2 separate regions of the Manis pentadactyla genome follow, and region 1 is linked to region 2. Evidence: chromatin contacts called from public Hi-C data. All regions are on one chromosome and are shown on one strand. The core of a region is the stretch at or near the end of the contact, and the rest is flanking DNA. Distances in the headings are between cores, read along the strand shown. Region 1 holds the start of SLC2A4 (solute carrier family 2 member 4). Region 2 holds the start of TNFSF13 (TNF superfamily member 13).

Region 1 (5,262 bases), core at 2,421-4,920, 270 kb after region 2:
CAGTCAATATTCCCTTGGTTCTAAAGCTGAGTCCTTAGGAATTATTGTTTCTGAGGCTGGAGAGTGGTTCTCCTTCCTGGCTTCCAGAATTGCGCTACAGCAGCCTCCCAGAGTGGAGCAAGTGTAGCCTGGATCCCTTGGAGCACAGACCACGATCTGGGTACACAGCTGGCCCCAGGATTAAAGGCATGTGTGTTGAGGTCTGGCCCTAGCTGGCCACAGATCCTCTTGGAGCCATTACCACAGGTTGGACCACTGGTCCCCTTCCCACAGCCCAGGCCTCACCAGCAGAAGCAGAGCCACAGTCATCAAGATGGCACAACCACACATTCCTGCCAGGCCCAGGAGATGGAGTGTCCGGCGCCCAGCCCGCTCCACCAAGAACACCTGCAGGGAGAGACAGGGCTTGGCAGGGGCCCTCAGGGCACAGGAAGTGGGAGAGGAGGGTGGGTGGGTGGCAACAACCCAGTTATGTGAAGCCAGTGGTGATGGTCATTCCAGAGGCCAGCAGTTACCGAGACCAAGGTGAAGACTGTGTTCACCACTCCAGCTCCTATGGTGGCATAGGCTGGCTGACCTACCCCTGCCGTCTCGAAGATGCTGGTTGAATAATAGAAAACCTACAAGTGGGGTGAGAAGAAAAGAGGATGACCGAGATGACCATTCCTCCCCTGTGCTCACACCAAGCTGGACTGCCCATTCTTCCCTCCTCTTGGACTGTTCTCTAACTCTGCCCTTCCCGGAGGCTGCTTCATACGTACAGCATTGATGCCTGAGAGCTGCTGGCTCAGCTGCAGCACAACTGCAATGACTAGGGGCTGCCGGTGGGTACGGCTGCCCAGGAGCTGGAGCAGGGACAGTGGTCGCTCGAGTTCCAGCTTCCGCTTCTCCTCTTTCAGCTCAGCCAGAGCTCCAGACACGTCGGCCCAGCCCGTCAAGCGCTTCAGACCTGGAGGTGAGGGTCAGGCCTGAGAGGGCAGGGAGGGGACTTGGTGGGAGGAGAGGTGCTAGCAAGAGCGGGTGGAAGCTCACTCTTTCTGGCGGGCCCTTCCAGGTTCCTGATGATATAGAGGTAGCGGGGGCTTTCTGGGCAGAAGGGCAGCAGGACCAGCTGCAGGAGAGCAGGCAGCACCGTGATGCCCAGGAGTAGTGGCCATAGGGTGGCAGTGCCCAGCAGGGACTCCAAGCCCAGCACCTGTGGGAGAAGAATGGGAAAGAGGGCAGGGCTTCAGCCTGTTCCCTAGAGCACCACTCCAACCCCCTGCCTAGCCCCCCATGAGACCAGAACCAGTCACCTGGGCTATCAGAATGCCAATGACGATGGCCAGTTGGTTGAGCGTCCCCAAGGCACCCCGCAAGTGAGTGGGGGCAATTTCCCCCACATACATGGGCACCAGCCCTGATGTCAGCCCTGGGCAGAAGGGAGAAGAGAAGGCTGAGGGCAGCTGCCCACTCCCACCCCCAGGCCTGGGATGGTGAAGGAGACCACAGCACTGAGCAGGGCCATGGTGCCCTTGGGTACCTGAGTAGGCGCCAATGAGAAACCGTCCAAGAATGAGCATCTCATAGGAGGCAGCAGCATTGGCCAAGCCCATGAGGGCACCCCCCAGCACAGCCAGGGCATTGTTGACCAGCATTGCCCTCTTCCTGGCAGGCAAAGAGTGAAGTGTAAGAGTTAGGGTGCCAGGCTGGGGCCCCTTCCCCATCCCCCCACCTTTGCCCTCCAGTCCTATACCTTCCCAGCCACTGAGAGATGATGCCAAGGAGGAAAGAGGAGATCATGCCGCCCACAGAAAAGATGGCCACGGAGAGAGCCCAAAGGGTGGTGAGAGTGCCTGGTGGAATAGAGCCCAGTCCCTCAGGACCCTGCCTCCCTAGCCATGTCTCGTTGTAGCTCTGTTCAATCACCTGGAAGGACAGCAAAGGAGTGATTCCCTTTCCTCTCTGCTCACCCCTGGTGTCCCTGGGAGACATCCTTTTCTGGGCATCCCCACTCTGCCAACTGCAGGCCCCTCACCTTCTGAGGTGCATTAATGACCCCGATGTTGTAGCCAAACTGCAGGGAGCCAAGCACAGCAGAGAATACGGCGAGGACCAGGGTAGCAGTGACTCGCTGCTGAGGGGGTTCCCCTTCCTGGGCAGGCAGAAGCAGAGAGGAGGAAAAGCACACGGAACCATGGTTTCTTTCCTTTCCCCAGGGGCCCAAGTCCAATCGAGGCCTCAAGATGCTGGGCTCCATCCAACATATTAGGCGAAGGAAAAGGGGCCATATTAGGAATCGCATGAAGATCTCAATGTAAACAGAAGCAAAAAGAACCCTACAGTAACCAGGGTATGGAGAAGAAACTAGATCTTTGAGCCCAGCAGGCAGAGAAATGTTTGGGGACCTAAGTCTCACAATTCCTCTGTGACCTTGGGGCAGGCTTGCCTTAACAGTTTAGATTTGTGTGACCTTGGGCAAGTCACTTTTCCACTTTTAACCTAGGTCTCCGCTAGGTTAAGGGAGATACAGTTGATGGTGCCTGCTTTGCCTGTCAGTGAAAAGTGTGAAAATCAAAATCAAATGTTAACAGTATCCCTGACAGTACTGGGTTTGTAAAATGACAAGTACATTATCACTATCGGCCTCTGTCCTCTTCCCTCCCCTCTGGAGGTTCTCTCAGCTGTCTCCTGGAGGCCCCCACCAGGCTCAAGAAGAGCAATTCCAAAAAGGACATCGAGGTCATTCCTCTAGGCCTAAGGCCCTTGGGGTGGCCTTTTCTGTCTCCGCCCCGGCCTGTCCTCCCCCTCAAGATACGATGAAGGGCGGGGGGCCGCGCCCGGCTTTTGCCTGGGAGAGTCATGCCCAAGAGATGGGGGCGGGAAGGTGGTGTGAGGGGCGGTGGCGGTGGTGGCCGCTCGCTGGCGGCACAGACTGTCTCTAGGCGGAAACCTGAGCTGGGGGAGGGGGGGCTGACACTCCCTTCAGCCCCTCCACCAACCATGGAGCCAAGGGAAAGTTCAGCGTCCTGGAGGACAGCCACGAGTGGGGGTGGGGGCCCACAGAGAGGCTCTGGTCCTCGAAAAACTTCCCGCTAGCTGGAACAGACGGACAGCTCCTGGAGGGCTACTCTCCTGGATCAGCTTTCGCAGGCTGTAACGAGGGCAGTGTCCCCAGAAGGGGGCGAAGCCGAGACTCGCATAATGCAGGTGTACTCGTGTCCCCGAAAGGTACCCCAGACCCACTCAGCCTCTTAGAGGGATTGTTACCTGACAGTCACGGGTTGTCCAGCCTGGGTATAAAAAGCCAGGCCTTTACTTCCATTCCCTGCGTCTGTGCAGGGACCGCCCCCTAGCTGACCCCAAAGGCGACTCCACCCCGAGAAAAGCCGGACCCGTGCCCCCGTCCCGCTCCCGCATGCCGAACCCTACTTCTGAGCCGATTTGTTGAAAGCCAGAGGGCATCTTCTCTTAAGAGCTTGCGGCGCAGGGGATGCAGTTAACAGGGAGGCGACTGGGGGTCGACGGCCCCGGTTTGGCAGGCGGAGGGCGCCGGGGCGACGTGGGTCCCGGAGCGATGTGCGGAGGGCGGGCCTGATGGCATCCACAGCCACAAGTCAAGGATCCAGAGAGCGGAAGGGTTCCCGGGAATCTGGCAAAGCCAGGGTGACCGCGAAAAGACACAGAGCCCCTGCAGCCCCCAAGGGCCACGCCCTTCACATCACCCATTGGCCAGGAGGCCACGCCCCCTCCCTAAGCCGGGGATATAGAGTTTGGCACCAGATAGCGGGTTGGCCAGCGAGGCCACGCCCCCTCGGTGCGCCCGGCGAGACACTGCCCCAGGGTTCCCGCCCGCCATCGGTTGGGAAGTTTTGAGAAACGGGTCCTCGCAGTACGGAAGAGCCCGCCCCCTTCGTGTGAAGACTCCGCCCACCAGGCCAGGTTCCCGCTGAAGAGGCTACTTAAAAGTTCTGCGCTTCCGGGCTGCAGTCCCAGGATCTGAGGGGAGGCTGTGGGCTAGGTGTGCCATCCGGGTAGAGAACTCCGGCGACCTGAGGCTGAGGGTGCGAGCCGGCGCGCGAGGTGGGAGAGGAGTAATGACCTAAAGTAACCCACAGTGGTTATTTTTAGCTCCCACTTTGGGAAAAGCCAAATGTCAGGTCCCGGGTGTCCCGGCCTGTCCCGGGCGGGAGAGGGCAGGGAAACGGAGCCTTAAAGGGTCCGCTACACGCTTCTCACGCGGGGATGGCCTTGGAGGACAGGAAATTCCGTTCCTAGCGGGCTGTGTGTCTGGGGTTGGTGGTCCTCTTTCTCTGCATCCTTGCTGAGGGCATTGCCTATCTGGCCCTTCCTCTACCCGCGTTCCCCACCAATGTTGGTTCCTGGAGGCGGCCCGAGGAACAGGTGGTCACACCAACCATGCCACCAGCCCTGAGGTTTCTGAGCCGCCCATGAAGGTGCTGGTCGCGTGGACAGTTTGGACACGCTCTCCGCAGGCCGCTCCGGGTTTGGATCATCAGCTAAATCTTGCCCAGGGAGAAGAAGGGCGAGACCTAGAGTTGGCGCGTCCTTGGAGAAGCGGAATACTCTCTGTACAGGGAGCGAGCAGCTCGGTAAACGGGTCTCAGTAGCGCAGGGCTGTAGTGCCATCTGGAGGGAGAGCGAGAATCCGCAGCGCATTCTCTGAAGTTTCCGTTATATCCAACCGGGTAACTCGTTCTGGAGCTCCAGATCCCAGTGCTCAGCTCCGCCTAGATGGGGCAGCTCGGATGCCCAGCATGTCCAAACATGCTCCTCCTCATCCCGGTGGATGGCCCCATTAGCCACCCTGTCACTCCTATCAAAATCCTGGAAGTTTCGCTTGATTCATTCTCTCTTGCATCCTCTTTTATCCAGTTAGTTACCAGCATTGGTGTTTTGACCTCTAAATTCACTTTCATCTGATTTCCTCCACCGGTACTGTTGCCACTTTGATGCAGACCACCATCACCCTCACTGGTCTCCCTGCTCCTCCTCTTCCCTTATACAGAGGGCAGAGTACAATACAAAAAAAGTTCAACCTTAACACTCCTGCTCAAAAGTCACTGGCCCTTTGTTGCTCTCACTTGTCAAGTTCAAATTCCTTTTCAGAGTGAATAAAACCTGCCTTTCCTACCCTATCTCTGCTTCACCTTCTATCCTTTCTTCTCATGTTTTAATCAATACCTAATTTCTTGTACCCAGATCCCACTTTGCTATTTCACTGCCTTTGTCATACAAATTCCTCAGTCTGAACACGAGAGG
Region 2 (4,877 bases), core at 1,687-4,186:
TCCAAGCTCAGAACCACCTTTTATAGCACAATCACAGTTTCACAAACCCCAGGAAGGTTCCATGTGGAGAGAGGCTAAGTTTTGCCCTTGCCCGGGGGATTATGACACTCAGAATATCCCCTTGGTGTAAGTGGAAGACACCTGAAAAAAGGGAGAAAATGAATACTCAGTTAAGCACAACCATGTAGATTCTCTGATGTTTCACCCTCCCCTCTCCAACTCAACCTTTTTTCTGCTTCCTGGAAGGACCTAAGTATTCTGTCCTTCACGCATCCCCTACACCCAGGCTTCCAGCTTGCAATCCCCTGTCATAGCTTCCCCGTAATCCCCCAAATTACAGATGTCCTGGTCTTCTCACATCCACCCTCCAGTGCTGCCAAGGCTCTCACCTGCACTGTAGCAGCTATTGTAGGCCCAGTCTGGGTTGGAAGGCATACTTCGTATACATCGGAATAGAGTCTCTTGTCTTCCCTGGCCCTCCCGAGACACCACTTGACCCATGGTGAAAGTCACATCATTAAACAGGACCTGGAGGGAAGGGAGGAGAGGCTGAGGAAAACAGGGTGACATGGCTTCTGGGAGGCCTTCAGAGTCCTGCTAAGGGAGCTAAGAAATGAAGAAGGGTCTTCTAAGTTGTATGAGCAGAGGGGTAGGAAACCCTCAGTACTGGGGCATCCAGGCTCTTGGAGAACAGGCCTCCAAGCCCCCATGTGAGTCTCTATATTTGGGGTTACCTGGCTGTACAGCAGATAAACTCCAGCATCCCAGACTCGAACAACATATCCTTGGGCCTCCAGGCCTCTCCCGCGCCTAAGAGCTGGTTGCCACATCACCTCTGTCACATCAGAGTCCTCTGGAGGTGAGGAGTGTGCCAGTCAGGATTTCCATGCCCTCTCAGGTACTTCTCACCTCTGAGATTCTCTTGGGCCCAGGTGCCAGCCCCAAAGTTCCCAGATCTTGCCCTCCTCAAAAAGCCATTATTTAAAATAGTGCTCACCTTTGGAAGTGATGTTAATGGGAACAAGGTGCAGAACTGAGTGCCTCTCTGAGGAGAGAAGGAGGAAGTCTCAGCAGTGCCCATCTATCCCAGTAACCCTGTTGTTAGCCCTCCACCCTCATCCTGGCTCCAGCTAACAGTCTCCGAATCCCTGGCTATGTGATCACCTCCCACCCCTGCTGCCGAATCCCGAGGCCTCACTCCTCTGTTTATGGGTGAGCAATGCTCTCCTTCTCCGGGGTCTCTCCCCATTCTCCCAGGCTTCCAGGGCATCAGGGCTCTGCTTATGGAAAGAGGGGCAGGGTTAGGCTAAGATGCAAGGGTCCCAGACAGCCTTTGTCCCCAGTCCTGCTTCCCCTGTCCACTCCTCCACCCTGGAATGCCTTGCATCTTTCATGCACCACTCCCCAGCGACCTGAGTCTTGGCGCTGGCTGTCCTCCAGGATCTGTTAGGTACAAGAAGCACTAATCTTTAACAATTCCCTTTCCTGGAATGGCTGCTCCCTTGACCTCCAAACCTGGGACCCTCTCTTGCCCTGACTCGAAATTTTGCAGACCAGGAGCCTGGGACCAAGAGGCCCAGACGAGGCCCTGCCACCATTCTTCTCTTGCAGGTACCCTTTTCCCCTCACTCACCTGCTCCCGGAGGTGCAGCCATGGATACTCTTCCCCCTTCTCAGAGGGCCCTCCAGTTCTCTGCAGCCAGGTCACCTCTCTCCTTAGAGTTTGCAGCTCTGTTTGTTGGGTCAGCAGAGCCATGGCACAAGCCACAGCCCCCAGAGCTGCCCCCCAACTCAACCAGAGGGCAACTGAGAGTGCCGGTTCTCGAACTGGGCCCCCCATGTCTCCCGGGGGCCCTTTGGGAGCTAGCAAGGAAGAAGACGAGGCTGGCATGAGCCAGGAACCCTGCCAACAGCTGTGGCCTCAGGAATGGGGTGGCAAGGAGGTGGCAGGGAGGGTGGGGGTGCAGGCAGTGCTGCAGAAGGGAAGACGGGCGTTACGCAAGGGAGAAATAAAAAGGAACTTCAGAATAAAAAGGAGGGAGGAGGAAAGCAAGCTAGGGGCACTGTTGGTGCTCCTGGCACCCTGCTGTGGGGCCAGTGTTGTCTTGAGACCCTCCCCCCCAACTCCAGCCTCAGGAGAATTTGTTGTCAGTCTCTCTAGGAAGGACAGGGCTGCCAGTGACACCCAGGAGGAGCGGCCAGAGCACAGGAACCCTTGGGCGGCCCCAGAAGTGGGGGAGGGAAGGTTAGCTGGCTGTGGGCATGGTGCCAGGAGCAGGGATGAAGGGACAACCAGGCAGTGTTGAGGGTCAAGAGGTGAGGGTGTAAGACCCTCTCAATGAGGCACAGGAGAGATCTCTGGGCAGGTTTGCTAGGAGTGACTGAAGGTGGGAAAGGAGGGGAGGGGCTCAGTGGGAAGGAGAACCATGGTGGGGGAAGCAAGAAACTGGCTGAGCTCTGGGGTTAAGGCCAGGCCGGGTGTGTTGGAATAAGGCCGGCACTGCTCCTTATGCTGAACTTGGCAAGCTGGACTTCCTGTTTCCCGAGAAACACTCTTACATAAGGCTCTGGACAAAGACAGAAAGAGAAGCCCCAAGCACCCTACCACTGTATGATTCTGCCCCTGGACCCAGGGGCCCAGGCTACCATGTTCCTGGGCTCCAGCATCCTGCTTTCTGAGCCTGAGCCCCCTCCAGGCCTGCTCCCACCCCACATCCCAGCCAAGGCTTGTGCCAGCACCTGCTGAATGTCCTGAGGCTGCCAAGAGGAAGGGCCCCTGCTCTTCCCAGCCAGGGATTCCCCGCAGGAGGAAGCCCGCCTCCTAGGTAAATGAGGCTGCTTCTGCTGGACCTTGGGCAGAGGATTGATTTTTTTTCCTGGCAGTTTGCCTTTCCATTCTCTATTCATGCCTCAGGGGTTAGAGCCATATGGGTCCCCACTTCTAAGCCTGTGTGTCACCCTGGAATTCCAGGTGCCCTGCACCCCACTCCCCAATGCCCAAACCCGCTTGCCATGGCCCTCAGCTACCCTGAGCATGTTCCCTAAGCCCCAATAAAGAGAGAGACCATGACTTATTCTCTTTAATATCCACTTATCAACATTTTGTCACAATAATAATAAAAATAATATCTGTTTTTAAAATCCACAGGGAAAATGCAGCCCGCCCTCAACTTTCCATCCCCTCCCGTCATTGCTCCCACTTCCGGCACTTAGCCTGCAGGCAGGGCCTTTAAAAAAAAAAAATCCACAGGGAATCAGGAGCGGAGCTTGCCTGTCCTCTTAGCCGTCACATTCGGGAACTCCCAGCCTAGACCCAGCCTCTCTTAGTACCTGAAGAGGGGTACTGGGGACCCATCCTCACCCAGAGTACAGTAAACAGTGTCCTGGGGGCTGTGGCCAGGGGAGTCAGGAGATAAATGGGGCGTCGAAAAATCGGGTTTGGGTGCTAGTGAGGTGGAGAGTCAGAGGTAGGGGGAGTTGTCAGGAGAATGGGGATATTTATGTGGCATAGAAAACACGTGCACAAGCCCTGGCAGCCTACAGAGGGAGGGGTGGGTCTGGGGGGGAGGAGCAGCCTAGGGTGAGGCTGAGGAGACCCGGGTGCTGGAGAGCTGTCTGGGCAGCCCCGGCCTGGGAAATCCACCAAGACCAGGGCCCCTCAGTGAACCTGGAAGAGTCCGAAGTAGGTGAGGAAAGGGGCAGCTTTGAGGTGGGCCCAGGGGAGGGTGCGGATCCGCAGGGAGGACCCTGGCCGCAGGGGCAGCAGCCCAGACACCTGGCAGAGACGGAGCTGGGGCCCGAGGGAACTCGCTGCCGTGGCTGAGAACTCTTCCAGGCAGCGAAGGGCCAGGGTGTCATCCACCAGCAAGTCCAACTTCAGGTAGACAGCCTTCCCCTCATCGAAGTGCACCTGAGGGGAGGGTGGGGGTGAGGACAGGGTGAGAGGTGGGGAAGTTGGGGAGAGGGTGGGCAAAGTCCAGGCTTCTGCTTACCCGGACTCAATTTTAAATTTTCTTAAGAGACTCAGGTATCCTATCCAGCCCAAATCCCAAACTCCCCCTCCCACATTTACCTTGCCCCCCACCCACTAAACGAAACCCGTCTCTCTAAGTTCCTGCTTTACCTGTGGAGCCAGGTGGGGCTTACCTGACAATACAGGTAGTAGAGCCCAGCCCGGGTGACTATAAATTCCCCGCTGTGGCGGTCATAGCGCAGTGGGCTGGAGCTGTTGATTTTGGCCTCCTCCCAGCCACTCACCGTCCCGTCCACACCTGAATGTGGATGTTCAGAGATAGGGGAAAGTCCCTTTACAGGACTTTCTCACACTCCCCATGGGTCTACTGAGTTCATAAACCTTTGGGACCGGCCTTACCCAGAAGATATACAGACAGGCCAGGGCAAGGAGGAGCCATGGCCTACAGAGCTCAGGGTGCAATAGGAAGTTACGTGAAGAAACCCAATGCATATGACCAGAACAATACAGGGCAACTTGTCACCAGTCACATCTGCCAAAAAGAGCAGGACTGGAGAAGCATGGGAGCTTTTTATATTTTGTGTATTATTTGCATCTTTACTTTGAGAATATATGCATACAGTACTTAAATCATACAATAGATTATTAAAATTGAAAATAATAAAGTGGTACTCAATGTTCATCAACTGATGAATGGAAAGATAAGGAACATGGTGGTATATCCATACAATGGGATATTATTCAGCCATGAAAAGAAATGCTACAATGTGGATGAACATTGAAAACATGCTTAGTGAAAGAAGCCAGTCACAGAGGACCACACACTGTGTGATTTCTATGAAATGTCCAGTAAACGTATAGTGAGATGGAAGTAGATGAGTGGTTGCTTAGAGCTGGGAGAAGT

The links. Hi-C and Micro-C count contacts between places; a contact is called where the count stands out from the background.
Region 1: a Hi-C map of fibroblasts shows a contact between it and region 2, with 7 times the contacts expected there. The contact joins the promoter of SLC2A4 here to the promoter of TNFSF13 in region 2. A contact is called at or near these places in 2 of 3 Hi-C or Micro-C datasets (fibroblasts and skin fibroblasts).

The regions. Positions count from the first base shown.
Region 1 is chr4:136,082,852-136,088,113 of mManPen7.hap1, forward strand. It overlaps SLC2A4 (solute carrier family 2 member 4), which reads right to left and starts at 3,671. Exons shown (of 11, transcript XM_036896071.2): 1 at 3,412-3,671; 2 at 2,018-2,134; 3 at 1,736-1,908; 4 at 1,523-1,647; 5 at 1,296-1,411; 6 at 1,033-1,195; 7 at 762-949; 8 at 516-620; 9 at 286-387. The coding sequence starts at 3,444.
Region 2 is chr4:135,813,118-135,817,994 of mManPen7.hap1, forward strand. It overlaps TNFSF13 (TNF superfamily member 13), which reads right to left and starts at 2,937. Exons shown (of 8, transcript XM_036896033.2): 1 at 2,740-2,937; 2 at 1,634-1,863; 3 at 1,199-1,277; 4 at 998-1,045; 5 at 735-853; 6 at 390-528; 7 at 48-141. The coding sequence starts at 1,840. TNFSF12 (TNF superfamily member 12) reads right to left here. Exons shown (of 7, transcript XM_036896041.2): 6 at 4,147-4,271; 7 at 3,067-3,910. The coding sequence ends at 3,659.